2 separate regions of the Pan troglodytes genome follow, and region 2 is linked to region 1. A link is a contact called in public Hi-C data. All regions are on one chromosome and are shown on one strand. Each heading gives the region's core, a stretch centred on a gene start, on an enhancer-like site or on the middle of the called end of the contact. The rest is flanking DNA. Distances are from core to core; before and after follow the strand shown. Region 1 holds the start of CD69 (CD69 molecule). Region 2 has its middle 30 kb from the start of KLRF1.

The links. Hi-C and Micro-C count contacts between places; a contact is called where the count stands out from the background.
Region 2: a Hi-C map of a lymphoblastoid cell line shows a contact between it and region 1, with 3 times the contacts expected there. The contact joins the enhancer-like site here to the promoter of CD69 in region 1. A contact is called at or near these places in 4 of 7 Hi-C or Micro-C datasets (induced pluripotent stem cells, a lymphoblastoid cell line and stem cell-derived neural progenitor cells).

Annotation. Positions count from the first base shown.
Region 1 is chr10:16,861,827-16,866,389 of NHGRI_mPanTro3-v2.0_pri, forward strand. It overlaps CD69 (CD69 molecule), which reads right to left and starts at 2,694. Exons shown (of 5, transcript XM_520732.9): 1 at 2,418-2,694. The coding sequence starts at 2,481.
Region 2 is chr10:16,898,924-16,903,486 of NHGRI_mPanTro3-v2.0_pri, forward strand. No RefSeq gene overlaps it. Among named protein-coding and RNA genes, the nearest start is that of KLRF1, 30 kb to the right of the region's middle. Within about 2 kb of position 2,773, at least 1 of the 24 cell types and tissues checked has an H3K27ac peak or open chromatin away from gene starts, as enhancers often do. A contact at or near this core is called in a lymphoblastoid cell line, where this site is marked.

The DNA of each region.
Region 1 (4,563 bases), core at 1,444-3,943:
CAAAACAGTTTCAAAATAGAAAACATTCTATTTTTCAATATGGATGATTTTCATAACTTAAAAAATTTTACATAAGACATATCTTGAAATACACATATTTTTACCCTTAAAACATTTATCTGAAGGTAAACTGGACCAAGAGATGGTGACTTTTTTTCCACAGTAATTTACTGGGTACTGGTGTCCACATCAACTTTTGCTTTATCTGTAAGTTAATTTTCCCATCACAGATCGGCACTCAGATTTTGCAAGAGAAGCCTTTACTTCACTGCTGTCTAGCTCGATTTTCTCAGCTTCTCAAAGCAAATTTTTCTTTGTTCACCGGTATAGAATCATCATTGGAAGCCGCCTTTGCTACCCAAGGTACCAAGTTCGGAGCTCTGTCTGGTTTCACTTCACATTATGTGAGTCAGTCGTGCTGCTTGAACTCAGTATTGCAACAGCTCTGTCTCCTCAGTGAGCACTAACACACCCCAGTGACCCGTGGGTTCCAGAGTCTCAATCAGCCCATTGGCTCAACTAGGGAGTAAGCTTTGGGATGACTCTCAGATGATACTTTATTCCCATTAATGAGGGCTACTGTTTTAATTATTTATTTATTTATTTATTTTTTGAGACGGAGTCTCGCTCTGTCGCCCAGGCTGGAGTGCAATGGCGCGATCTCGGCTCACTGCAAGCTCCACCTCCCGGGTTCACGCCATTCTCCTGCCTCAGCCTCCCAAGTAGCTGGGACTACAGGCGCCCGCCACCACGCCCAGCTAACTTTTTGTATTTTTAGTAGAGACGGGGTTTCATCGTGTTAGCCAGGATGGTCTCAATCTCCTGACCTCGTGATCCGCCCACCTCGGCCTCCCAAAGTGCTGGGATTACAATTGAGGGCTGTTGTTACCCACAGCTTGACTTATCTCCTAGGTGACAAAACATTTCCCTCAACAGCACACTTCTGCTTTGATTTCAGGTCCTGCACATTAATGGAGAAGTTGAAAATCAACTCAATTTGCTACTTATTGAATCACCCAAGGATAACGTCCAAGGATGACTAGGGCAGCCTAAATCAGACATTCAAAAGAAAGTTGAAACAGTATCAGGAAAAGTTAAAAATTTCTGTATTAGGTCCTTCTTTCACCTATGCTCTCTATTTATTGAGTAGTTATTATTATTATTAGTATTTCTTTTTGGCGGCACACATGTGCCGTAAGTAATGGCTCGCTTGATTACCTGAAAATTTGCATGCTTTGCATTTGTTATCCACACTACATTTTATGTTCTTAAACACAGGATGGATTTATGAGAAGTAACTGATGTTTTTCGGAAGTAAACTAATATAGTAGACATACGCTTAGAAAAGAATCCCTTTCCACAAGATTGTTTTAGTTCTCGTGTTTCTCACATATCCCTTTGTTAATAGATCGCTCTTGCTGACAAGTAGACTAATTCCTAAATGCTAGTGCTTTAGGGTACCTCATTAACTAAGGAGAAAGAGGGATAAATAGAAAAACTCAACAAATTTTACAGAAGTAAGGTATAGAAAAACAATAGGCAAAATCCCAGTAACAGGAAATAAACTAGATATGTGGATAGAATAGACAAATAGAAGAGAGGAAAATTTCTAAGATGATTATGTTTTGCTGAGAAACAAAGGAAAGGAAGAACAAATTCTAAGTTACATAGTCTTTGAAGCCAGAGATTGGAAAGGTTAAATAGAAGGATGAAATAGAGGAAAAAAGTCCTATAAAGAATACCAAAGCAGGAGATTGCATTTTCAGGAATTCTTTTGTGACTTTTTTTTTTTAGTAAATTACAAATGGACACTGTAAATTTTCATCTGCTGATATAGCTGTTCTCTCAAAGATGGCAAACTTGCCCATTTCCAGCAACTAGAGGATGCTGTCATGAGAACACAGGATAAGGTACACTGAAAGCGGACACTGAATGCAAAGGAAGGCAAACAGTGTAATTGCTTATGTGGAAAATATAATTTTTCATAAAGAGAGACAACACTTCCTGGAGAATGTACAGATGGATATGAAAAAAATGATGGAGAATAACTGGGCTAGAGCAGAAAGTTTTCTAATTAAATCTAAACACTGAGATGATATAAACTAAAGCAAAGAGAAAGATCTTTAAAGATCTTCTGAAATTCGTTTTTGCGGCTTTCTCTCATCTCAGGTATTCTATCTTCTTATAGATAGAAAGGGATTTACCTCTTCCCTGAAGAAGAGCCTGTCTTCTCTAAAAGACAAAGCCTCACTTCCTTCCCTAACAACCATTAGATATCACATACATAGAGATTAGCAGTATATTTCTCTAAGATTATATATCATATATAGAGAGATTACCAGTATATCTTCTATAACTACTATTAATGTCATATATAGAGATACCAGAGAGTAAATAGGCAATCAGATCTGACTTACTTTCTTGTCCACTCTCCGGATGCAAAGAGCTGTTCTCTGCTACGAAACAATTTTCAGAGCTCATCTTTATTCTCAAGATTCCCTAGTTAATCTCAGGTCAAGTCAAGCTACAGTGAAAGTCTTTGCTGGAGCTCTTGTTGAGTCTGTGAGGCTCTGAGGCATCTCAGAGTTTATACTCCCTGATGATGTCTCCGCCCCCTTCCTCTTGCCGCCTACTTGCTTGACTACCTTGTTTCTCTTTAATTTATGCTCCAGTGGACCAGACAGTGTATAGTGTGTTGTTGTGGTGAAGTATGGGTTTTCCCTGTTGTCTGAAATGTGCTTTCTCACAACTGTAAGGTGTAGCAGGAGGAAAGTGGGATTTTCCCAGACTCTGAGACATCCTGCCTTAAATTTCTAGAAAACACAAATAGTTTAGGAGACAGCATAATCTAAGTAAAGAATTAAAAGTTAGAGATTCCTGTCTTTGAGATGAAGATAATTTGGAGAAGGAGAGTGTAGTATTTTCCAGGAATCCCGTTCATCGATTTATGCATACATTTAACTGATATTTACTGAACACCCCCTATGCACCTGACACTGTCTGGGGCCCCAGGATTTATTGTTGAACATGAATTTTAAGATCTCTATGCTCATGGATCTCTCTCCAGCCTGAAAGTGTTTTATTTAGAAAGCTAAGAATTGGTTTTTGGAAGTGTGTCATTCGCTTCTTCCCTGGTGACTAGATGTATCACGTAGTAAGAAGTAAGAATGCAGGAAACAGAAAGCTTGTGGTCTGGAACTTCCTTGCTGTGGTCTGGAACTTCCTTGCTCTGCTCTAAAGTTGTTTATCTTAAATTATCCGTTTCATTTGTTTCCTGCTAATTTTCTTGTCACATTTTACTGTCATTTAGACTGCTTTTATGTCACCTCAGTAACATCTCCTTCAATTCTCCCCCTGTGCTCTAGGTTATTCTCTTCAATTACCTCTGAGACTTCAGTCTTTTGAGGTATGATTATTATTTAAAACATCGCTGTGGTATCAGTCTCATTCAGACAAGTAATGACAGTCAATGCAAGATGAATGCAGAAAGCTATGTATGGTGATTTAAGGAGGGAAATCAAAATACCACTCTGATTAATGATCTTGGTGCCCTCAATTTTATTATTAATATCACTTATTTAGAATAAAGACATTCTGCTTTCAGAGTAAAGCTTGATGAAATTTTATGCATAGGTGGGTTGGAAGTTATCATCTAGAGAAGTTAGTTGGACCATTAGATGCATTTGGACCATTAGATACAAAGTTAGATTACAAGTTAGTTGGACCATTAGATACAAAGAGGTACATGTTGGCCCTAAAAGCTCCCTTTGCTTCCATCCTATTTTTCAGTCAATTTGTTAGTCCCTTTTCCACATAGCAGCTAGAACCATTGTTTTATAATTAATTCATATCATTTTGGTGAAGTGTTTAACTCCTCCCCCCACTGCCCTTTGAAAGGCTTCCTATCAAATGTACCGTAAAATCCAAAGACCTAATAGTTGAGAATGCTTTATACATAATATGGCCCCTGGTTACCTCTCCTATCATTTTTCCTATTATTCAATATCCTCTCTGACAGAAACCTCCTCCTTAAAAATGCCAAGCATCCTACCACTACAGGGCTTTTACTTTTTCTCTAAAAGATTCTTTTTTCCATCTCCCTGCATGTCTCGCTCTCCCTTTAACCGACTCACTCTTCAGCTGCCACCTGCTCAGAGAAATTGTCAGTTGCTATTACATGTAAAATAGAACCTCACACTCAGTGCCTCTACAGATTGCTGTCAATATCTGATATTATATCATGGTTTATTATCTGTTTCCCTGACTAGACTGTAAGCTGCTTGAGGGCAAGGGCTTTGACTTGTCTCCTCTGTGCCTCTAACACCTGCTGTAGTAACTGGAATCTAGTATGTATTCCATGCCCTTACTGAATGCGTGAATGAATGAAAAATATGTATAAAACTCTAAAAGTTCTAAAATATGGAGTGCTATTTATTGGGGTTCGTAGGATTGTTTGGTTGAGAAGTGTATGACCTTAGGCTGCTACATGCAAAGAACCAGGTAATACATAGGAATGGATGTGAGGTCATTTATATAGGTCATCAGGCATGGTCTTGTTGAGGA
Region 2 (4,563 bases), core at 1,523-4,022, 37 kb after region 1:
GATAGCAGATGTTCAATAATTATTTGTTTAATTAATACAGACATTGATGTGTACATATGATAGTGAGCGAGAGTGGGTAGATCGAGGATGATTATATTAAAAGATGTGATCAGAGAGACTTCTCTGAATAATCCAGATTTCTTCTAGATTTCTCATTTGTAAGTATGGTAGTGCTCCTGAGAGAAAAAGGCACTGCAGACGTGATATGCAGATAGCAAGTCCAAGAAGTAAGAAGCAGAAGCCTTCTTACCTTCGGGTACCATATATTCTCTTTGGTTTTACCCTGCTTTGAAAGGTACCATGACTCTGTACCTCTCAAAATTTCATTTCCAGTGGTCCAATATATACTCAGCCTGAGCTTGCTGAAAAATCTCCAGCTCTTTTTTTCTGGGCAGGTGATATTGGCAGCATCCTGGCCAGGAGGTCTAGCCTGAGAAATAGAACTTTTTCAAATAGCGTGTCTTGTATTGATTCCTCTTGTTGCATCAGTTAACCACCAAACATTTATCATGATTTAAGTTTATATCCTCAACACTTTTCATATCTTTTCTACAGGAGAATGGTGGAAATCAAGGAGGGGGAGTATGCCAACCACTGGAATACTGTGAGGACGAACGCATTGGCTTTTACATGGGTTTTAGGAAGAACCACGTGATTGACAGTGTCAGTCCACATCCCTTCTGATTATCCACAAATTAAAAATTGAGCTGAGATCTGAATAGTGATTGAATTTGTCTGGGAAGACACTACCATTGTTGTTTTGATTGTCATTATTTAATATCTGACATTTAAAGACCCCACCATTTTCTTCCTTTAGGAGGAAAAACCATCTTGGCTTTTCTGCTGTAATTATTCTTCTGGATAACTCTCAGAATCATTTTTGTTCTGATTTTGTCAAGGTATTAAATAATTACTGATATGTTGCTATATTATATATTTAATTTTCAGTTTTCTTCTTACCAGGCTTCTCAGAAAAATTTGACGTAATTGATCTTTACTTTTCCTTTATACACTTCCTTCCTTTGGTTGCTAGAGAAGTAGTATCAATAATACTAGTGGTATCAACATCACGATCTTTACCACTTCTAATGCTGCTGCTGACTCTACCACTATCAATCTCTTCATGTGAATTACGCATAAGGGTTGTTCTGTGTTTCATATTAACTTTCTTAGGTGTTTTCTTTAAAGTAGTCATAATTGTAACTATAATATGCAGTTTCCTATGTAATCATTTGATAGTGGAGGATTTATGGTGAATTATTTTCATGAGACTGCCTGAAATTTTATACTTTCTGGTTAGAGATCTTTTGTTAATTTCTTCCCATAAGTGTGTGTGTGTGTGTGTGTGAATTTCATTTTAAAGAAAAAATGAGAAAAAATTTATTTCCAGGACACAGAATAAGTTGGAAACAGACATACTTCTGTCTGTTTGTTTGTTTTCACTGCTCATTTTATTCAATTCAAAACAATATAAACATTCAGATACTCTTTGAGCTGGTTTCAGGATTTTAGACCTCTGTGAATAATTTTTTTTATTCTTTTTTACGAGTATTCCAACCACATTTTTTGGGGGAGCAGGCATATTCATTTTGCTGTTGAAATTATGGCAAAAACCGCATTGACTTTTGCACCAGTCTAATACATGCTGTCGTTTACAATTAGGTGGCTTTCAAAAGGCAGGGGCCGGCGATCAGCCTTTTATGCATCTAATCTTGGGTAACAAGGACTGGCTGTAATGAACTGTAATGATAACTCCATTATAACTTCAGCTAAAGTATGTGTTGCATATTGTTTTCTTCGTAAATGTTAAACAGGAAGTAAGCATCATTTAGGACAAGGAATTCTCAGAAAAAAAAAAATAAACACCACATTGAATGTTTACCCAAATTTTAGTGGAACTTACTTTGGCACAATGCCTAACAGACTAAGTTACTAACTCTGTTTTTTATTCCTTAAAGAAAGAAAGAAAATAAATGAATTTACAGTAATGTTGGAGTTTTCAGGCCTATTGAAGATTTGGGATAGATTGTGCTAGAACAGATTGACATTGACAGATTTCAAGTTCCTTTTGCAAGTTATTTTACTTTGTATTTTAAAGAGGCAATATGTTTATAAAGCAATCAAATTAGCCTATTTGTGGCATATAAACTTTTTATATAATAAAGCTGGGAAAAAGAAACTCTAATTTCTTTACCAGCTTGAGGGCAATTGACTCTAATACAAGTGGGTTCCTAATCATTAACATATATGTTTATTTGCATTCATAAACTTGAAATGCATATTCAGTTGTCTTATTTGGTATTTAATAGTAGGGGGATATCCTAAATCAAAATTACTTTAGTTTATATAATTGTAATCATTTCAATGTTTTTGGAGGGAGAGATAATCCTAAAAACTAAAATTTAAAAGATGAAACTATTCATTATTCCTGCTGTATAACAGATGGTGAATGCAGGCACATAATAATAGGCAGTGTGGCAATACTGAGCACAATGACCAGATCAGGACAGATGCTTAAAAATATTTTAAAAAAATAATTAGAGTAATTGTTTTGTATGACTCGAAGAAAGAATCGGGTTAAATAATAGAGGGCACAGGGCCAGCGAATTAAAGCACATCACTTGATTTTGTGTTTCAAATAACTGCCTTGGAGTAAATGAGCTCCTCAGACCAATTTCTGACACAAGGCCTCCACCTCGCAGCCTTCCTGTTCTGCATTCCTGCAAGGGCTCTTGCGCGTAGACCTTCAGTTCGCTTGTGAACTGTTGCTCTCTAGTGGTGGTGTGAGGCCTTAAAGAAACACCTGCTACTGTGTGGTCAGGAGGTAAAGTGCTGGGCTCTCATGTTGTCCTCCCTGTAAACACCTTCCTTTCTGCGTTTGGACACCTTCACCAGATTCTATTTTCCATTTGATCATTAGTCAAACACTTATTAGACAAACAAGTGGGCCAGAAACTGACAGATGTTAGAAATACACAAAGAAAAGTTATAGACTCTTCTATTTCATGTGTTTCATAAAGTATTCATGGTATATAAATTAAAAAATAGAAATTAGGTAAGAATAAACTCCATCACCGATATTTGACATTTCCTTTCTCAATTATAAATCATTGATCTTACGTTATTATACTTTCAAGATCTGAAACATTCTAGGTATTAAATTGATATTGAGTGAGTGAATGAGTGAAAGAATGAATGCGTGTATGGTAGAAGCTATTTTGGGGAAAACGGTCTTCAATGCTCAGGTATTATTAAGAGCAAAGCTGCCTTCTCTATCTATGTAGTGTTTATGACCAAGAGAAAAGGCTTAGATACATGAGCAGAAACAGAGGATTTTGCAGTTTATTTTCTAAACTTTGGTCTTTTGTACTTTATGTGAATGTTCAATCACATGGTTTTAATATATTTTTCATATATGTTTCAACTTTGATGTGAAATCACAGAAATTATATCATCTGTTGCATTTTATTATATAATATCTATTTTTTTGATCCCATGGAAGTACCAGGGTGTTTTTTTTTTTTCCTTTCAGGGGTCATTGTTTGCATAAAAAGAAAAAAAAACTAATTTAACTAGATATTTAAGTGATTTGCAAAGCAGTGTGTTTCCAGCTGTTGAAGGACTAAGGTTTTAAGACAGTATAGAACCGATTGTACTACTCTTTAGTCTAGGGAAAGCTTGTGTGGAGAAACAGCTCCATGAAGTCAGATTTGAGGCCTCTAAGTCCTAGCCCCAGAATTTTCCTATCTCTAGGTAACTTTGGAGAATAATATGATTCTTCTTATGTTTCTATTCTTCGTTTTCAAACAAGGATAACGATCTAAGCTGCAACTAAAGTGTGATAAGAGGTTCTAGTGATATAATGCAGGTAGAATACATGTAGAAATCACTTCATGTTTGAATTACCACTACCAGTGCTCAATCAGAAAAAGTATCTTAATATCCACCTTTGTCTTGTCAATTTGTTCCCTTTCTGTTCTATCAGATGTAGTTCTAGAGATTTCTAAGCCTTGCCATCATACACTTTTTCTCTATATTTGAGCTTAGCCTGTATTGTAAATATAAAATCCTTTGAGGCAGTTGAAGCTTTTACTAATATCTTTATTCTCCGGTACCTAGCACATTAGCTGACAAGCAATAAGTTCTTGATTTATTAATTTATAATGTATAGGCATTTAATATTAACTTTTAAAATAATTAGACAATGAATATATAAATTCAGAGCACATATCCATTAAAGGCATGTAAGCAAACACATTACAAACATCTATAAGAAAAGGGCCCCATAATTATTTTAAAAAGTGATTATGTGATATTTTATAGTTTTGTACCTCAAGAATATATTTTTCGCAGCTCATGTATTTTTAATATGCACACTTTTTATTTAAATCTTTTATTTTATTTAAATCTTTTATTTATTTAATTATTTAAAATACGCATTTTAAGGGTCTTCCATGCCTTTTCATAGCTTGATAGCCCATTTCATTTTAGTGATGAAGAATGTTCCATTGTCTGAATGTACCACAGTTTATCCATTCACCTACTGAAAGACATCTTGGTTTC